Linked DNA regions of Zea mays: region 2 is linked to region 1. Evidence: chromatin contacts called from public Hi-C data. All regions are on one chromosome and are shown on one strand. The core of a region is the stretch at or near the end of the contact, and the rest is flanking DNA. Distances in the headings are between cores, read along the strand shown. Region 1 holds the start of LOC103651661. Region 2 holds the start of LOC103651663 (glutamate-rich WD repeat-containing protein 1).

Region 1 (6,662 bases), core at 2,144-4,643:
CCACGGCAGAGGCTTCCCCTCCCCAGAAACCCGAGAGCGCAGCTTTCAGAGTTGAATTTTAGTGGCACACCGGACACCGCACCGGACTGTCCGGTGTGCACCGGACAGTGAACTGTTCACTGTCCGGTGCGCCATGAGTCCAACGGCTAGCTGTCAGAACTAGCCGTTGGAAACGACCGTTGGCGCACCGGTGGCGCACCGGACTGTCCGGTGCGCCATCGCGCAGTGAAATGCCTGTAACGGCTAGTTGGTGGGTGAGGGCTATTTATACCCCCTCCACCCACCATATTCAATGTCTTGCACTCCACATTTATTCCAGCACATTGCTAGAGCATTGCAAGCACCACAAGCCTAGTGAGGAGATTAGAGAATCATAATCCGCGTTTGTTCCTCATTAGCGCTAGCGAGAGCCACCTAGAGCACACACCACTTGCATTAGGCTTCACTTGGTCAAGCGAAAGTCTACGGCTTGTTACTCTTGGTGATCGGCATCACCTAGACGGCTTGGTGGCGTTGGGAGCTCGGTGATCATCGTGAAGATCTTGTTGGTGACCCGACTCAAGTTTGTAAGCGGTCTCGAGGGTTCCACCGCGCCGGAGTGGCAAAGGATCATCTCGTAGTGAGCACTTGGTTCTTGCGAGGACCAAGGGGGAGCGATACCCTTGCGCGGGTGCTCCAACGAGGACTAGTGGAGAGTGCCGACTCTTCGATACCTCGGGAAAAATTGGAGGAGTCTTCTAAACTTTGCTTTACATTCCGCACTTAATTCAAGCACTTTACATTGTGTATTTGTTTAGCAAGTATTTGAAGTATTATTTTAGCTTTGTTGCATTTCTAGTATTATATTCTTAGTACTAGTTGTTGGGGTGAAGTTGGGCTCTTGCTTAGCTCTTGCTTAGGTTTTAATTAGTGTTGATTTATTGAAAAGCTCAATTCACCCCCCCTCTTGGGCATCATGATCCTTTCACAAGCAAACAATCAAGTACATGACAGTTCGACCAAATCAATATCAAGCAATCTGGAAGATATACTACGATATTGCATTTTAAGTTCAAGGTCCCATGATCAGATGATCTTATAATCCACAATCACAATTGGCCACAAGGAGTAGTCGAAAGCGAAAACAAGGGAAGAGTTCAGATATACTACAAGCCTTGTGCATATCAAAGGTTCATCACGATTTTGCAAGCCATGCATCAGCTAAAACATTACAACAACACTGAGGATAAGCAACCCCGAACTTACAAATAGAAACTCTGATACATCTCCAAGAAATGTAGTAACTCTGAAGTTTGACAACTCATATAATTCAGGCATGCACAGACCAAGACAGCAAAGGATCTGTATTGCCACACTGGTGGAGTAGTACATTGCAGTGTTTGGGATACTGTGACATTCGAAAATATTGCAAAGGGAAAAACTAAACTTTGTGTGTAGTGTATTAAAAAAACTGAACTTTCTGTCCCATCCAAGAAATGATAATTGGCATTCTAATTTACATTTCACATGTCAAAGAAGAGAGAAACAGCACAAGTAAAGTTTACTGATTATTATGTAGAAAAAATGAACTCGAAGAAACTACTTTGAATTAAATTAAGATGAAGATATTCATGGATTCTATTTGTAGCACTAATCAATGCACATGAAAGGAAATTCAAAATTATGAAACTGAAACAAATCTTAAGAGATGAACAAGTGGTACTCACTTGAGGCTTGTTGCATGAAGAAGAAAACACTTACTGACAATGCAATAAGACCTGGAGCAGATTGATAAGAAAAGTACTAATAGCCAAAGCACCCCAAAAAATATTCTTCAACGAGCTCAAATACAAAGGAACAACACTTATCATGACAACCCACAAAGGGAAGTCTCATAATGAGCTGGGTAAAAAGAGTATCATCAATACAAAAGTCAGTCAACAAAATAAGCTGCAACACAACCTTATTGAAAAGATAAACAACAAAATAAAACCATAGATATGCTCAGATGGAAAGGATTTTTTTAATCCAAGATAACCCACAGAAAGAAGTGATATCATGACAGGCCACAGGAAGTCTCATAATGAGCTAGATAGGAAGATTATAATCACCACATACTATTTCCTTAACACATTGTTTTACTAGTCAAAGGACATCAGTATTAGCATGGTTAATGTATACCATCACTGGGAACAGGAGAAGAAACCAAATAACCCATTCATATAGTTTAAGACACAGTTTAAATCCATGCTTTGGTGATGTATCTGAAACATAAACCTGCCTAAGGGTGAAAACGGTCGGTACATGGTCGGAAAAAACCTCTAACCGTTTTCTCACGCATAATTTTTTGTTCGGTCGGAATCGGTAAACGGGAAAGTCGAAAACGGATAACAACCGATAAATTTCGGTATATCGAAAACAGATAAATCCGAGCAAAATAGCTCGAAATTGATCGGGAAACGATAACTGTAATCGGAAAAGCTCACAATAAACAAATCCTAACCACACAGTTGTTCATTCATATCCACATACAAGTCTCATTCACAAAAGTACACAAAACACAATCTTGTCCACATATAATTGGTCATACACTCATACATATCCACTCTTAAATTTTAACACACAATAACACATTAGTCTTAAAACACGATTGTTCATTCACATCCACATACAAGTCTCAACCACACAAATACACAATACATAGTCATGACCGCACATAAATGATCATACATGTTCACTGAAGTTTTAACCACATAGTATATAAGTCTTAAACACACGATACATAAACTAGAAATCATGTGGCATGTTGTCTGGATCACTCCATATATCTTCTATGACATCTGAAACCCTAAACCCTAATAGGTATAGTTCTTGCCTCCTTGGTAATTTTGTGGACCGGGAAAATACGGTTAAAATACGGATTTTCCCGAGAAATCCGAAAACGGAAGGTAAATATGTTTCACCGTTTATCGTACTGTTTTTGTAATAACATATCCCGTTTTCCGTATATCCCGAAAAAAACTGAAAAGACCGGAAAAATCCGGTAAACGGTACCGGAAATTTACCGGATTTTACCGACCATTTACATCCTTAAACCTGCCAAACAACAAGAGCAATTTCAGCACCCATTACTTGGGGCATTTTACCTTTTGTGATTGAAAGAGGATTGTACAGAATTTTGTATGTATTGTACCAACAGATCAGAGTAAATTGAGATTGAGATGCAACACTTTTCCATGATTTCCTCTTCTTTTACTAGAGCAAATCTTCTTTATTAAAACTTGACTCCCTTTGCAGCTCTCCCCGCGTTTCACGACTTCGGCGCCGATCACGAGCTGACGCGTGTCTCTCCTCACGAAGCCATCGTTGGGAACCAGTGTTGAAACCAGTGCACGCGTTCACTCGAGTCTTGGCTCACGGACGCGAACTTTCTAGCCTTGCCCTCGACGGTGGCCACACGAACACGACGCCTAGTCGCCCACTTCGATCTCTTCACTGCCACCATCCCTCTGCTCGTCTCACCGTCGACTGTGTCCTATCTGTGCCGCAGCGCAGGGAAAGTCAGCTCCTGCTCCTGCTACGATGCCTCGACCCCGCGCCTCTCCGCCTCCTCCATCCTCCTCCACGTGGTTGTGCTCCCTGACACAGTCTCCTCGTCGACGGCAACAAGCTGCCATGTCCTTCGCCAACAAGAACCGTGCGCCGCCGCCTCTCACTGGCACCGTCGCACGCAGACCGGTCACACTGTCGCCGGTGGCACCGCCACCTTGCCCCGCCTTCTTCCTCCACTTGTCGCCACCCTATTCTTCCCTCGACGCAGCCGCAAGCGCTGCCCTCCACCGGGCTCGCCTCCATGGCCGCGCGTAGGTGGGTCGCTCTCGCTCCCCACCCCGTCGCCTTCCTCCTCATACAATACAAACAGAGGGCAGGGAGCAAACAAGAAGCAAAGGTGGGGGAAGCAGGGAGGCGAGGCAAGCAGTGGTGAAGTGGAACGGAGCTAGGCTTCGGCTGGGTTCCATGGTGTGGGTGTGGTTTTGGCGATAGATGGAGACTCAAGCGTGGGTGGTTGTGGGCACGAGGAGCCACACGGAGCTGGACGCCACGGCGAGGAGGAGGAAGAGAAGGAGATGGTCGTCTCCTCCATATGCGCAAGTCGTTCAAGGACTCGCTCAAGGTGCTCGAGGCCGACATCCAACACGCCAACACCCTGTGAGTGCCTTTGCTCCCCCGTTTTCGTCGCAGCCGCCTCGATTTCACGCTTGCAGCAGCTGCCGCCTACCGCAGTTTGATCTACACACCGCCCCATGCCGCCTAAGGAATGGCTCCGCCCGATTCCTGGCCCAAACCGGAGCAAAATAAAGTTGCTCCAGTGGGTGGGTATGTTACAGCGGCGATTTGATTGAGTTCTGATGTCAAGTCTTGTGACTCGTTTCATGCTCATGCCGCACGCATGATGGGCACCGACGCTCGATGGTCGAGCAGACGAGCACACCTGCTCCCTGACACTAGTGGACTGGCCCTCATGCTGACTGCTCGCTCAAAAAACTCCACAGGGCAGCAGATTTCTCGAGGGACTACGACGGGGTCTATCTCTAGATGTACAACCCCGACGCCCACTTCTTCCTCTTCCTCATGTAGTGGACCGATTGCAGCCTAGATGGCGCACTTGGGCTGCTCAAGATCCTAATCTACAAGGTGGCTTCTGCTCCACACAATTCCTGCGATGTGGTGTTACCGTGTTACATGCTCAGGAAGCTTTGTTATGCAGGTTTATGTAGATGGGAGTACCACCGTGACTTGGGAGCTAACTTGGATAATGATCTCTTAGTTCTCAAGGTAATTATTTCTGTATTTGCTCTCTCTGTTTCATTTAATCATATCCATTTATCAATCTGGACTTATGAATTTTATTTAATATCTCAAACTGATTTAAACTGAATCATTGCTTATTGCTGGTTACAGGCTGTAAATTACCTTTTCCTGCACCAAGCTGTGAAGTTGTTTCCTCTCAGATGAAGCAAAACCAAAAAATATCTTTTTAAATTTTAGAAATCGCACTGAAGCCATGAGTGCTTCATGGAATTCAGTCATCTGTTGGGGTACAAATATGAACTGTAGTTTTCCCCCAATTTTTCTCTCTTTATTTTTTCAGTGCATTAACATTGATAGTATTGGTTTTTTTTCCTAGGAAATTATGTCTAAATACAAGCTCATAACTAATTCTGTAACTTTGATATTAAGATGGGTGTTCGCCTGATGATTTTTAAATGGAAAAGGAGAATACGATGAGTTTTAAAATCTTTGGACTTCATTTTCAGTACACAACTTCTGTCATCTATAAATACATGCATAGGGTTGTATCCCATTTTTTAGATAATCAGATTTGCCAACATGTGTCAAACTTGATCAGAAGAATCTACATGCTCGCATTCATAAATGATACATAAGGTCCAGCAGTTTTGAAATAAACACCACTTAGGTTTATCCATGTAAAACATCCTCTAATATGCTTTTCTAAGGGCTTCTTTATGCTTTTTCAGTCTACATTTTTCTTATTTTCCTACAATATATAAGTGTACCTAGATAATGCATCGGGGAAGCACTAGACTTGCAGTGAAATAGTAATGTACTAATGTGCAGTGTTAGATTTCGTTTTGGGCATCTCTAAACATGAATATATCGCCTTTATGGAAGTTGCTATTTAGACTTGAGATTTGTTCAAAAGTACACAACATCAGTTCCAATTTTTGTGCCTTTTTTCAAGATCACGATCCAAAAAAAGAATTGCATCATATTAAAGGATAGATAAACCACTAATAATAACATGTGGCACTACTCCAGTGATACGATCCTTCTTATTAGAAGGGCCAACATATAAGTTACTCCTTCCGTTTCGTTTTAGTTGTCGCTGGATAGTGTAAAATTGAACTATCCAGCGACAACTAAAAAGAAACGGAGGGAGTACCTTTCTTACAATATATTTTAGACTGCTACGGCGCACGATAGGGCGCTATTTTTTCTAGTAGTTAGTACAAAAGAGAACCCTAATAGAGACTCTACAGACTACAATCACTAGTTCTAGTTAATTATACTAGAGAGCGAAGCAAAAGAGCAACCCTGGCTGGCTGCACAGACGACGGGCGAGATCAAGCGGCAGGGTCATCTTGGGGATCCCTCTTGTGCTGCACCGGACGCCACTCCATCTCCCTGGTCCTTCTTCCTCTCTGGCCCTGCTGCCAGCCGCTGCCACCACCACCATTCCACTTACTGCCACTGCGGCCGCAGCCACGGCCACCGCCATTCTGCTTCCTCCCAGCCCCAGGAGACATGCGGCCCGGATCCACCTCCTGTTGGTACCTATTGTTGGATGATCCACCTCCATAGAAGTTATTGTTTCTGTTGCCACTACCGCCATTCAGCTTCCTTCTAGTCCCAGATGAGTTGCGGCCCGGATCCACCTCCTGTTGGTACCGAGTGTTGGATGATCTACCTCCATAGAGGTTATTGTTCCTGTTGCCAACGCCACCGTTCGAGTTCCTGCAACTACTGCCGCGGCCGCCGCCATTCAAATTCCTTCTAGTCCCAAATGGCATGTGGCTCGGATCCACTTCCTGCTGGTACCAATTGTTGGATGATCTATCGCCATAGGAGTTATCGTTCCAGTTGCTTGGTGTGCATTGCGG
Region 2 (6,948 bases), core at 3,049-5,548, 180 kb after region 1:
CCGCGCCTGGTGCAGGTTGACTTTCTATTTATGTGGCCGTTTGTTTTTTTCTCAACGGCCTTCGGTCTCCATTTCTTTTGCGGTGGCAGGTATAGTGGATGTGTGTCATTAAATGTCTTTTCCGCCTCCTTCTCCTGACTCTCCTTTGCTCTTAGGCGCTGTAATTTTCTCTTTTGGGATCGTGTCAATCCCGCTGGGCACCATCGAGGCATGGAGTATTTTGGATCGGCTGTTTTGATGGTAGTCGTATCCTTTTCGGTTGTGTTGGCCGATTCACCGAAAATCATCGGCCCTTTATTGTCTCCCTGTATGACAACATCTGCAGTGCCTATTTTGATGATGTCCTTTTTTGTTGTTCTTTGAGTTTCTACAGGCATATGCCCCCCTGCCGGATTGGTCGGCCTAGGAGGCCGAGTAGTCCGGCAATCTTGTTGGGCCTGTGCCTGGTGACCGGATTCAGCAGCGCTCAATCGGTCTTGCACTGGCGGCGCCAACCTATCAAAAACGGATGTTTGGGGTGCCCCCAGGCGGGGTACTGTGGCATCCCAAATGGATATGGTGGCATGCCCCACATTTGATTTGGGACATATGGTGGAGGTAAGTATGTGTATGGATATGGCATAGATGGATAAGGGGGTGGAGGTGTCCATGTCGGCATGTTAGGTCTCAATTGTACAATAGGACCTTTCATTTCATCCGATTGGTGAGGTGGTCCAATCGGCCTGACCTGACGTTGCTCATGAATGGGTGAGCGGGGTCGCTTTGGTGGCCGATCACTGGGGCCGGCCTTCTTTTTCACGTATTTAGACAACAATTGATCGAAAGTCGGGCCAGGCTTGATCAGCCGACCAGCTGCTTTAAATGTATTTGTTTTCCACGTACCTATCTCGGGTCGTCGTGGTTTGAAGGTACATGGTCGCTGTGGGTCCTGAGCATGGCCGGACCGTCCGCTAGAGTCCTCCAGACTGTCCGGAGAAGCGTCGGACCGTCCGCGTTTGGACGGCGGACTATCCGTGATGCGCAGCACGGGTTCCCGCAACTGTCTCCCTGTCTGCGCTTGCCCCCCAGTGCTAGAGGCTGTGATGGTCACCTTCAGGGTCTCCCCCCCATCGGGAGTCTTCTCGGCCACCACTTTCCTGCAAGAAACTTTACAATCCCCATCGGCTTTTTAGCATTGCCGATGATTGTTTCCTTGCCTTTGCCTTTATCGGCTGTATTTGACCGAACCAGGACTTTCTTGCCCTCGAAGTCAATCATGTTCATCGGAAAGGGCTCTGTATCCACCTGCATTTCCTGAAATTTCAATCGTACTTCGTTAATGGACGATTGAATCTGTCGCCGAAATACATTACAATCATTAGTGGCATGAGAAAATGAGTTATGCCACTTGCAGTATGCACGAGTTTTAGCTCGTCGACGGATGGAACAGTGTGATTTATTTTAATATTGTCATTTTGAGTAATTCGTCAAATATTTTATCACACTTACCAACATTAAACGTAAACTTAACCTCCTCTTGCCGTTTCTTTTGAACCGGCTGTAAGGAGGAACAAGCCGAAGATTTGGCCTGTTTTGGCCAAACCATTTCAGCAACATACACTTCTGCTGATTCATCATCTGAGCTACTTTGGTCGCATTCTACTATATGTACGTTGTGACGCATTGTTTTAGCGGTTTCTTTGCTCCGGCTTTCGCAAGCCAAAGCCCTCTGGTGTAACTGTGCTAGTGTAAAAAATTGGATGCCTTCTAATCTTTCTTTTAAATAATATCGTAGACCATTAAAGGCTAATCCTACTAGCTGTTTTTCTGCTAAATGAATTTGAAAGCATCGATTTCTTGTATCGCGGAATCTCCGGATGTAATCATTAACCGATTCGTCTTTTGTCTGTCGCAATGACACTAAATCTACCAAATCCAACTCATAGTCACCGGAGAAAAAATGATCATGAAATTTTTGTTCTAGATCCCCCCATGATGAAATGGAATTAGGAGGTAAAGTGGCATACCATGCAAACGTGGTTCCTGTTAGAGATATTGAAAATAAACGCACGCGAAATGCCTCTGTGTCGGCCAATTCTCCCAATTGTGCTAAGAACTGGCCTATATGTTCACGCGTGTTTTTCCCTTGATCACCCGAAAATTTTGGGAATTCGGGTATTCTAGTTCCCTGTGGGTACGGGTGGTGATCAAATCGGCTGTCATAAGGTTTCCGATATGATTGCCCCCCAGGGACCATGCTTACTCCGAGCTTATCTCGGAACGCCCCGGCTATTTCTTCCCTCACTATATCAATGGCAGCCGGTGCAAGACCACCGACTTTTTGGTCAAACATAGGTGGGGTTGGTTGTATGTTAGTAGGTTGTCTTTCCCCCCATTGGTTTGAGCTACGCGGTGCATTCCCATTTGCCCTATATGGCTCATAGGTTTGATCGTTTCTTTCTGGCCTTCTAGGTGGGGCCGGAAAGCTTTCCTGGGCTCTGGATCCTGAATTAATGGGCTGGTGCATTGCATAGTGTGATGGGAAGTGTTGCTGGGACGGGCGAGGATTCATGTAATAATCCTTCTCAAAAGACTCATGCGCGGACTGTACGGATACGTACCCGGACCGTCCGTGGTTATATGCGGACCGTCCGTAGTTGTATGCGGACCGTCCGACTGGGTAGTTTGGGTTCTGTGTCATATGTGGTGGCTCGGGTGCATGTCTGGGTACTTCATTAAAAATGGGCCCGACCGTGGCTGGCCCGGACTGTCCGCGCTCACGTGCGGACGGTCCGGACATGTGCAGATCGGCTGTTTTTGCTGCCGATTTGCGGTTGCTCAGGGTACGTGTCCATCGGCATCCCATAAAGGGGTTGTGACTGGTCGTGACAACCTACAGCCGATGTATTACGCGTGTTACCCCCTAATTCTACCTCGTGTGATGGAAAATTTGCAATGCTAGATTTGTCAAATGCACGCGCTAATCTCCTATAGTCGTTTTGCATATCCCCTATGATGTTTTGCATTTGTTCACGCTGTTCATCTACATAATTCTTAAGAGATTGCAGCTCGTTTGTATTACTTACATTGGGGATGTCTGGCGTGGGTCGCAGTGAAGCCGGATCTGTCGCCCGATGTCGGACGACTTTGTTGTTCCTGTCCACTTTGAAGTTGGCCAAGAACCTCGCTTTTGCCTCCTGAATCATCTGCTCCTTGTGCTCCTCAAATTGGAGTTGTTCGTCAGCCGGCAATGTGTCCCAAGTCGGCTCTATGATATTGCTTGGGGAAATATCAGAGCTATCCCTTGAACCGGCCATTGAGGGCCGATTTGATGACTCTGTATTTGTCTTCCCCAGCGGAGTCGCCAAAAAGTATATTGACGCTTTTTCGGAGCGCCAAATACTCAAGAAGAACTGGCGGCGGCGCTCTCTGGTCAGGCGCGGACGGTCCGCGGCACAGGGCCGGACGGTCCGCGACCTGGTGCAGGAGCTCGGGTTCCCTGCCTGACAGCCGGACGGTCCGCGCGTGCGCAGGGGCGGCGGAAGATCACCGGCGGCGCCTGGATCTCGCTCCCGGGAGGGACCCCGTCGGGGAGGAGAGATCTTAGGAGTTGTCTAGGCTCGGGCAGGCCGACCTAGACTCCTCTAATCGACGTAGAGTCGAGGAGAGGCGGAGAATTTGGGGATTGAGAGGCTAAACCTAAACTAGACTAGAACTACTCCTAGGATAAAATGCGAAATAGAAGTGTTTGATTCGATTGATGATGATTACAAATCGGCCGTAGACCTCTCTTTTTATAGAGGAGGGGGGCTGGACCCTTTACACGACTGGATTCCGAGCTAATTCCGCAAATCTAGCCAACAAACATAGCACAAAACTCGGAACCCTAAACTGCTCTGCGCATGCGCGGACCGTCCGGCCCACAGACGCGGACTGTCCGGACCGCGGACCGTCCGGCCTCAGGGCCGGACCGTCCGCCAGACTCAAAATGGTGCTCAACACATATTTATCAACATGCACATGTGCGAGCTGCTGGATGCGGTCTAAAGTGGAAATTTTCGCTGCCCTGTTTGAAACTGTACATTGGTAAAAAAAATCAGACAATGGATTTTCTCTTCAAGAGCCTGCAGGTTGGAATGCTCTAGAAAAATGTGCTCTAGAAAAAAAAATCAGACAATGGATTTTCTCTTCAATGCCTTATATTTTTAGGAATCATTCTAATCTTGTTTTTATGGAAAAAATGGTGCGACTATAGTTCCTCATTATGGGCTGGAATGCTCTAGAAAAAGGTTTCTTGAGCCGGGAGTGGTTTGCAGGCCAGAAACGTCCTCCCAGCCCACCTGAGCCTTCTGGCCCGTCTTAATGGAGGGAACGCGAAGCTTTCTGCCGAAACAGTGGGGTTTGGGCGCTTGTCCACGGCCGCCGCCAACAACGAGTTCCTGACCTCCGCCGTCTCTTCCCCGCTCCCTCGCGCTCGCAGTCGCAGCTCCGGCCGCCCTATTTTGCGGAATTCGGTAGATTTGTTTCCTTCATGGGTCGCACCATCAAGAAGGCCAGGAAAGCGAAACCCAAGAAGTCTAAGAAGGTACCTTACCTGATAGATAGTGATAGGATTATTGCTGGAGCTCTGATTGCTGCTGTTTCATGTTTTTCCTGATCTCTTCAGCATGTTCTTTGGCTCAATTCATTCTTCTGTATTTCTGTGCTGCAGAAAACTGAAGCGTCTTCATCGTCCAATCATGCGGTTGCCTCTGGTCCGGCTAAGGTGAGGAAGGATTTAAGTTTTCCCATTCGTACAGACGAGATAGTGGCGTTTACTTATAAAGTTGCGTTTAAATGAATCTCCTTTTCTGCTTAGAGTTTTCGGACTGTCCCTTTTGTAGATGGTGCATACTGTTTCGGTGTGTGAACTATAATGAAGCGGTTAGTTCTTTATTTTAGGTCTGGCAACCGGGTGTAGATGCACTGGAAGATGGGGAGGAGCTTCAGTTTGATCCTGAGGCTTATAATTATCTCCGAGGTTTTGGCATTGGCTGGTCTTGCTTGAGGTATTGTTTATCTTCATAGGGCTTTCCCACCTCTTTTTGGTGCTTATTTCAGGAGTTAGGACAATATATGATCTGTTTTCAATTACTAAAACCTTCTGTTGCAGTTTTGATGTTGTGCGCGATCAACTTAGACTCGTCCGATCAGAGTTCCCTCATACATTATATGGTGTTGCTGGGACGCAGGTTGCGCTAGTCTTTACACCTTCAAAATCTAGGCATTGTTTTTTTTGCAAAAACTAACTATTGTTACTATTGAAAGTTGAATTGCTTTTGATGTCTATCACATAGTTCTTTAATGCCTTTTGTTATCTAAATTAGAACCTGTACAGGAATTGATTTTGTACTGCTGTTCCTGTTTATGTGTTTTGGATTAAAAAAGCGCACCATTGCTGATTTTAAGCTCAGAAAAGCCATGCCAAAAACGTTTTGTGAGCTCTCGCTTGCATTTATATCATTCCTGTTGCCAGAAATTGTGATGGATTGCAAGTGAGTGAATTTGGTAAAGATTAATACAAGCATAAATGCGACAACTTTGTTTGATGTATCAACCTTACTCTTTCTGGACATTTCAGCTCAAAGGAATGGCATAAGATATGGTGTAATTGTAAATATCATTTCTGACAATAAAATTCATTTCTGACAATAAAATTTAGTTTCTCCCTCCCTCCCTCTCTCTCTCTCCCTCGTTTAATCTCGATTAGTCGGACTACTTGGCGATTAATCGCGATTGGTCCAAAACGATGATTAATCGCGATTAATCGGACGGCTTGAAAACATTGTGTACCAATCTTACTCTGTTGACATTTCAGCCTAAACGAATAACATAATATTTGGTGGAATTGTAAATAATCATTTTGGAGAGTGTACTCTAGTTTGCCTGAGTCAAAGAGTGAAACTCATGTTGTTCAGGCGGAGAAAGCTTCATTGAATTATATCGGTGTTTTCAAGCTTTCTAACATAAATGGGAAAAAGCGGGAACCTATACCAGCTTCAGCAGTTGATGGTGACACTGATGTGGATAGTGACAGCAGCAGTGATGAAGAAGATGAAGAAATTAACGAGGATACAAAGCCCATCCTACATGTACGTTTTTATTACCGAAATCACAACTCGAGACTTAGCCACAAAAAACTTTTTTTTTCAATGTCAGCAAGCTATGTTGATGTAGTGATGTTTTCTGTTGCTATATTTCAATGTACCAGCTAAAAAAGGTGGCTCATGCGGGGTGTGTAAATCGGATACGCTCAATGACTCAAAAGCCACATATATGTGCTACTTGGGGAGATACTGGTCATGTTCAGGTGATTCAGACCTCAGATTTCTTTTTCATTTTATGTGATCGTTGGTTGCCTAAACCTGTACATTTACCTTGTACATCATTTTTCCTTTTCTAGTTGCCTAGTAAAAGAATGGATCTTATATGCATTATTCTATTTCCTTATTGAAAATCTTTGTCCAGAAACAGAATGCACCATGTTGTGTGCATTGCTAACTGTTCTCTGATTGCGAAATATGCAGGTGTGGGACTTGAGCTCCTTCCTTAATTCTTTAGCAGAGTCAGGGGCATCTGCACCCAAAGAAGACGATATAATCCACAAACACTTACCCATGAAAGTTTTTAGTGGCCATAAAGATGAGGGATATGCCATTGATTGGAGTCCACTTGTTACTGGAAGACTTGTTTCTGGTTTGTATCGGATCTTGTCCATTTCACAATGTTTGTCATCTGCTATGATGTTTAAAATATTTCCATAGTAGAGAATTCATGTAGTTCCCTCTGTTTCATATCCAAAATAAATCATCAATACCATTTAATTTGGTATATGGACATTCTCAATTCCACATGGATTAATGCCTTTTCTATGCAGGTGACTGCAATAAGTGCATTCACCTATGGGAACCGACTTCAAATAACTGGAAC

The links. Hi-C and Micro-C count contacts between places; a contact is called where the count stands out from the background.
Region 2: a Hi-C map of ear shows a contact between it and region 1, with 2.3 times the contacts expected there. The contact joins the promoter of LOC103651663 here to the promoter of LOC103651661 in region 1. A contact is called at or near these places in 2 of 25 Hi-C or Micro-C datasets (ear and leaf).

Annotation. Positions count from the first base shown.
Region 1 is chr3:235,514,177-235,520,838 of Zm-B73-REFERENCE-NAM-5.0, forward strand. LOC103651661 reads left to right here and starts at 3,394. Exons shown (of 4, transcript XM_008677350.2): 1 at 3,394-4,188; 2 at 4,533-4,674; 3 at 4,748-4,815; 4 at 5,029-5,277. The coding sequence starts at 4,024. The coding sequence ends at 5,040. LOC111591236 (small nucleolar RNA snoR53Y) reads right to left here and starts at 2,173; the gene lies at 2,098-2,173. LOC103651662 reads right to left here. Exons shown (of 2, transcript XM_008677351.3): 2 at 5,751-6,662. The coding sequence ends at 6,126.
Region 2 is chr3:235,692,880-235,699,827 of Zm-B73-REFERENCE-NAM-5.0, forward strand. It overlaps LOC103651663 (glutamate-rich WD repeat-containing protein 1), which reads left to right and starts at 4,299. Exons shown (of 13, transcript XM_008677352.4): 1 at 4,299-4,564; 2 at 4,691-4,744; 3 at 4,921-5,027; 4 at 5,132-5,210; 5 at 5,937-6,110; 6 at 6,230-6,328; 7 at 6,546-6,714; 8 at 6,896-6,948. The coding sequence starts at 4,511.